2 separate regions of the Rattus norvegicus genome follow, and region 1 is linked to region 2. Evidence: chromatin contacts called from public Hi-C data. All regions are on one chromosome and are shown on one strand. The core of a region is the stretch at or near the end of the contact, and the rest is flanking DNA. Distances in the headings are between cores, read along the strand shown. Region 1 holds the start of Atg2a (autophagy related 2A). Region 2 holds the start of Pola2 (DNA polymerase alpha 2, accessory subunit).

Evidence for each region. Hi-C and Micro-C count contacts between places; a contact is called where the count stands out from the background.
Region 1: a contact with region 2 is called in a Hi-C map of the A7r5 cell line, with 2.3 times the contacts expected there. The contact joins the promoter of Atg2a here to the promoter of Pola2 in region 2. A contact is called at or near these places in 3 of 12 Hi-C or Micro-C datasets (the A7r5 cell line, kidney and mammary epithelial cells).

The regions. Positions count from the first base shown.
Region 1 is chr1:212,970,323-212,973,161 of GRCr8, forward strand. Atg2a (autophagy related 2A) reads left to right here and starts at 1,500. Exons shown (of 40, transcript NM_001109545.1): 1 at 1,500-1,800. The coding sequence starts at 1,630.
Region 2 is chr1:212,679,243-212,681,970 of GRCr8, forward strand. Pola2 (DNA polymerase alpha 2, accessory subunit) reads right to left here and starts at 1,300. Exons shown (of 18, transcript NM_053480.2): 1 at 1,091-1,300. The coding sequence starts at 1,169.

The DNA of each region.
Region 1 (2,839 bases), core at 250-2,749, 290 kb after region 2:
AGAGTATGTCAGCCAGGATGACTCTGTACCATGTACTTATGAGTAGGGACTGAGGGAGCCCAAGAGGTTAGCATATACCTTGACAGACAGACAATAGGCACCAAAGACTTGATGAAAGACATAAGTCTTTGCCAGAAATAAGGAGAATGGCTCCTCTTAGCAAGTAGGAACTATCCCCCCACTAACGCAGGACAGGTTTCTCTGTGTAACCTTGCTGTTCTGAAATTCGCTTTGTAGACTATAGGCTAGTCTGGAACTCACTGGTCTGGTGTATGTCCCCAAGGGAATCCTGGCTTTGATCTAAATGCCAGACTTTGGGAAAAGGGGACCTGACAGAAATTTTAAAAAGGAGAGAAATGTGTGTGTGTGTGTGTGTGTGTGTGTGTGTGTGTGTGTGTCCGAGCCCGAGTTCATGTGAGAGAGAGAGAGAGAGAGAGAGAGAGAGAGAGAGAGAGAGAACACATCTGTCTTCAATCCCAGCTTTTAGAAGCAAAGGCAGATGCATCTCTCAATTCAAGGATAGCTTAGTCTACAGAGAATTCCAAGACAGCCAGCACTACACAGAGAAACTTTGTCTCGGAAAAACAAAAAAAAGAAGAAGGAGGAGGAAGAAGGAGGAGGAGGAGGAGGAGGAGGAGGAGGAGGAGGAGGAGGAGGAGGAGGAGGAGGAGGAGGAGGAGAAGAAGAAGAAGAAGAAGAAGAAGAAGAAGAAGAAGAAGAAGAAGAAGAAGAAGAAGAAGAAGAAGAAGAAGAAGAAGAAGAAGGAAAGAAGGAAAGAAAGAAAGAAAGGAAGGAAAAGAAAAAGTGGAAACAAATAGTGCCTCTTAGGGAGTTAATAAGAATGGATAAGATAAACGGCTAAAAAAGTTTATAGGGTTGGGGATTTAGCTCAGTGGTAGAGCGCTTGCCTAGCAAGCGCAAGGCCCTGGGTTCGGTCCCCAGCTCCGGAAAAAAAAAAGTTTTATCGGGCTGGGCGTGGTAGTGCATGCAAACCTTAAATTCCATCACTAGGGAGGCAGAGGAAGATGAGTTTGAGGCCAGCCTGGTCTACAGAGTGAGTTTCAGAACAGCCAGAATACAGAAAAGCTTGTCACAAAAAAAAATGTTTATAAAATGCAGATGTGTATTTGTTGCCAAAATGCAGTCTGCAAAACTCGCACTGACTTTACTCCTCTGATTAGCGGTCTACAAAGTTAGGTGGGTCGCTGTTCCTTTAAATTCTTCCCAATCAGCTAAAGAAGGTGGACAAATCGGCACATGCGCACTCTTCCTGGCCCGACTGTCGCCCTACGGTTACAGCCTTCCCGCAGCTTGTAACAAGGAGGTTAAAGGTCCTCCCACTCAGAATTTATGCGCAAGCGTAAACTACGATTGGGAGCTTTTCATCTCGCAAAGAGTCCAGTCCCTTTTTCGCTCCTTAAGGCTCCGCCTCCCACGGCCAATCAGTGGGCCTCGCCCTTCTCAATGACCAATGGCAGTGAGCGTGGGGGCGTGGTTGGGCGTCCGGGGGCGCGGCCTGGCGCTGAGAGAAGCGGCGGGGCGAACCGGGGGCTCTAGTGAACAGCGCAGCCGGACGGAGATCGCCGGCTGTCGGCCAGCGGAAGCGGCCCGGGCCCGGCGGTCCCCGAGATGTCACGATGGCTGTGGCCATGGTCGAACTGTGTGAAAGAGCGTGTCTGCCGCTACCTGCTACAGCACTACTTGGGTCACTTCTTTCAGGAGCACCTCAGCCTGGACCAGCTCAGCCTGGATCTGTACAAGGGCAGCGTTGTCCTGCGGGATATTCACCTGGAAACCTGGGTGAGGAGGCACAGCAGAGGCGGGATTGTGCGGAGAGAGGGAGCACGGGCCACCAAAGGGTCCTCGCGGAAGATTTGGGCTGGAGGACAGACACTGTGCTTGGAGAGACCAGTGGGTCCCCGACAGCCTTCGCCAGGCCCCCTGGCTGGTCCTTCACCTCTTAGCCAGAAGCTAGGAGTCCCTGTCTTCACCTCTCTAGGGGAGGGACACATTAGGAAGTGAGATGTCACTTATCAAAAGAATGTCACCATCATCATGCGGAGTTTGGGGGAGCTGGTTGGGTAAGGGGATTCCCGAGAGTTTGGGAGGGGGGCAGAGAAACGTGGAGAGCTGGGCAGTGAGTTGGAACTAGGGTGGTTCAGGGGAGGCTTTGAGGGTGTTAAGACCCCTTCCAGGGGCACCTGTGGAAAGATATGTGCTGACCTCCTCACCCCGATGATCCTGTGCATAAGGGGAGGAGATCTCCCCCGGATGTGGATGTCAACAACAGCGTCACTGCCTACTGTGTTGATCCACTCCTCGTGTGACTGTTGCAGCTTTCTACTTCCTGCTTTTGGGAGAGTGGGAGGGGCCTACCTTGGGTTTAGGGAGGGACTTGGTCTCTGGGATCTCCACCTGGAGGGCAGCCCTCCAGGAAAGATGTAGAGGTTTAGCTTCGGGCTAGCTGGGAGTGGGGGATGGGAGGAGGAGCTGGGAGATGATGCTTAGGAGATCTGAGGCCTAGGGTATGGAGTTGGAAAGGAGAATGGACTGGCAAGTGAGGGCCACTGAGTCACAGCTGATGACTGGGGAGTAGCCATGGAGCCACCAATTAGAGGTACCAGCTTAGGGTTGGTATGGGGTCATCCTTCTAGCTCCAGAGAAGTAGAATGGGCATGTGGCAGGGCTTTCTCTACTCTGGCTGGCCTCTGGGTCTGCAGCTTCACTCAGAGCTAGAGGTGAGCCATGCCTTTGGGAACAAATGTGGGTTGAAGAGATGGTGCCATCTTCTCATGGCCTGTTATAGCAGCAATCTAACCTCGGCTTCTTAGGCTGCTCA
Region 2 (2,728 bases), core at 50-2,549:
TTGAGGGCTCTGCCTTCACACGGTGCACTTGTATATTCCAGACAAACAGTCATTCACATAAGTAAACCTAACTTTAAAAGAACAGGTTTTATCGAAGAGAAGACGACGAACTGTGGCAGATTCAAAATAAGAACTAGGATTTATCCCCGACTTTGGCAAGACAAAGGCCATCAGTTATCCCAGTAACAGCAGGTTGCTAAATTTGGGAGGACAAAAAAGCTACAGAAAGGACTTAAGAAAACTTAAGATATCAAGTACCCTTCTGAAGAGGCCTGCTGTAATCAGGAAGGGGAGAATTCAGGTGTGGGATCAACAAAGCACTTTAAGCAGAAGACATACCCCTGCCAGTTGCGGTGGACCTGCCTTCGGCTGTCAACAGCAGCCACAACAAAAATCAGGAACACACTTCATAGCCTCATAGGGACTAAAGACACCGAAACTTTATTTTATATGCATGGGTATTTTGCTTGTATTTAAGTGCACAACATGCATGCACTGCCTGAGGTGGCCAGAAGAGGGCACAGGATCCTCTGGAATGGGAGTTGCAGATCCCTTGGGAGCAAGGAAGTGAATGTTGGTCCTCTGGAAGAGCAGTAAGTGCTCTTAACCACGGGGACCATCTCTCCAGCACCAAGGGACAGAGTCTTCAAAATATTTCAATTTCTTTTTTAAAAAATAATTTATTCGTTATTACTTTGTGTGCATTAGTGTTTTTCCTGCATGTATGTCTGTGTGAGGGTGTCCACCTAAAGGGATCCCTACTTGCACAGTCCACTAAAAACTCTGATGAACCGGAATGGTGGTGCATATCTTTAATCCCAACAACTCGGGAAGCAGAGGCAGGCAATCTCTGTGAGTTCAAGGCCAGCACAGTAGTCTACATAATGAGTTCTGGGGTTACAGAGAAACTCTGTCTTTAAAAAAAAACAACTCTGATGAGAAAAGTCATTGAGCGACAGATGACTAGGTGTGAGCTGCAAACGTTTCCAGTGCCTCCTATTGGCAATGTCACCTGTTGTTTCGTCAGGACCCAAGCGGTACCCCATGAGCATATGTAACTTGGAAGCGATCCCCTCGGGTCGGGACTCACATTTCTCCAGCAGGGAGTCCTCGCAGTCCAGGCCGAAGATCTGTAGCTCCTCCGCCAGCTGCTGGGTGGACACGGCCATGCCGGGAGCCTGCCGCAGGGCTCCGACTTCAGCTCAAATCTGCCCGGCAGAGGCTTATTCTTTCACTTTGTGGGAAGGTGACAGGGACCGGTCACAAGACCACCTGGCCTAAGCCCTCAGACGACCCCAACCACCAGGTCACAGAGAAATACTTCAACAACCCTCGAGAGGTCTCGATCCGGAGAGAAAACTTGCTTCCGAATGCTACAGCCAGGAAAAACCCGCCAAACGCTTTGCCTAGCGCGCGCTTGCGCGAGGTCCGGCTCAACCCCGCCCTCCTCGCGCACGCGCGGGTCCTCCCATTGCGGCTGCGTAGGACGCGCCCTGTGCGCGTCAGTGGGCAAGTAAGTTGAGCGTCGGGATCTCGTACTGTGGCTGGCGTCCGGATCTCGTACTGTAGCTGCTCCTGGAGTCGCCTGTTTTGCTAAGATCCGCGATGCCTGTTGGCCCCCCTCCCCCCCCTTTTTTTTCTTGGCCAGGAGGCGCTGTTCGTCTGTATCTTGTAGTGACTGAAACTTGTGCCCGGCATGGCCCCCGAGGGGTACTTAGCTCCTTCCTCCTACACCTCAGGATCTCCATCCTGCTGTACCTTGGTTTGTCCTGATCTAAGGCTTCCGTAGGCAATGTGGCTATTATAGCTGTTATGATTGTCAGTCACGGGGATAGCCCTGTTTTCTTGAGCCTGTGACGTTTTGGTGAATCCAGGGTGAAGAGATGATTAATAAGAATTTCCAGGTCGAGGTTCCAAAGTGGGCAACTGGAGTCCAGGTCACTGAAGGGGTAGTATTTAGAAAGTAAAATGAGACGTGCATTCTTTTCCTGATATATTTCTAATTTTTCGAACCAAAAATCTCCATTGATTTAGCTTAAGTCAAGTGACCTGTGACACCATAAGAATGGAACGAAGGACTGACAGAGCCTTTAAGAAAAACAGTTTGAAACTAGTCCTGGTAGCACACACCTGTAATTTCAGCGCTTGGAGGCTAAAGCAGATCTCTGCAAGCTCTAGCCAAGGCTATACAGAGAGACCCCGTCTCAATAAACAAACAAGAAACCCCAAGTAGGACAGAAGAGATGGCCTAGCAGTTACGCTTACTAGTCTCACAAAGAACTTGGGTTTGGTTCTAGGACTCATGGGGTGGCTCAGAGCTGCCTATTACTCCAGTTTCAGGGGACCTGACACCTTCTGGCACCATGGGCTCCTATATGCTCATGGTACACTACACTCAGGTACTCATAACACCCATTAAAAAACATGACTTTAGGGGCTGGAGGGATGGCTCAGAGGTTAAGAGCACTGACTGCTCTTCCAGAGGTCCTGAGTTCAATTCCCAGCAACCACATGGTGGCTCACAACCATCCGTAATGGGATCTGACGCCCTCTTCTGGTGTGTCTGAGGACAGCGACAGTACAGTGTACTCACATACAAGAAATAAATAAATCTTTAAAAAAAAAAACATGACTTTAGCCCAGCACTAGGGAGGCAGAGGCAGGCAGATCTCCGAGTTTGAGACTAGCCTGGTCTACAGAATGAAATCCAGAATAACAGGGCCACACT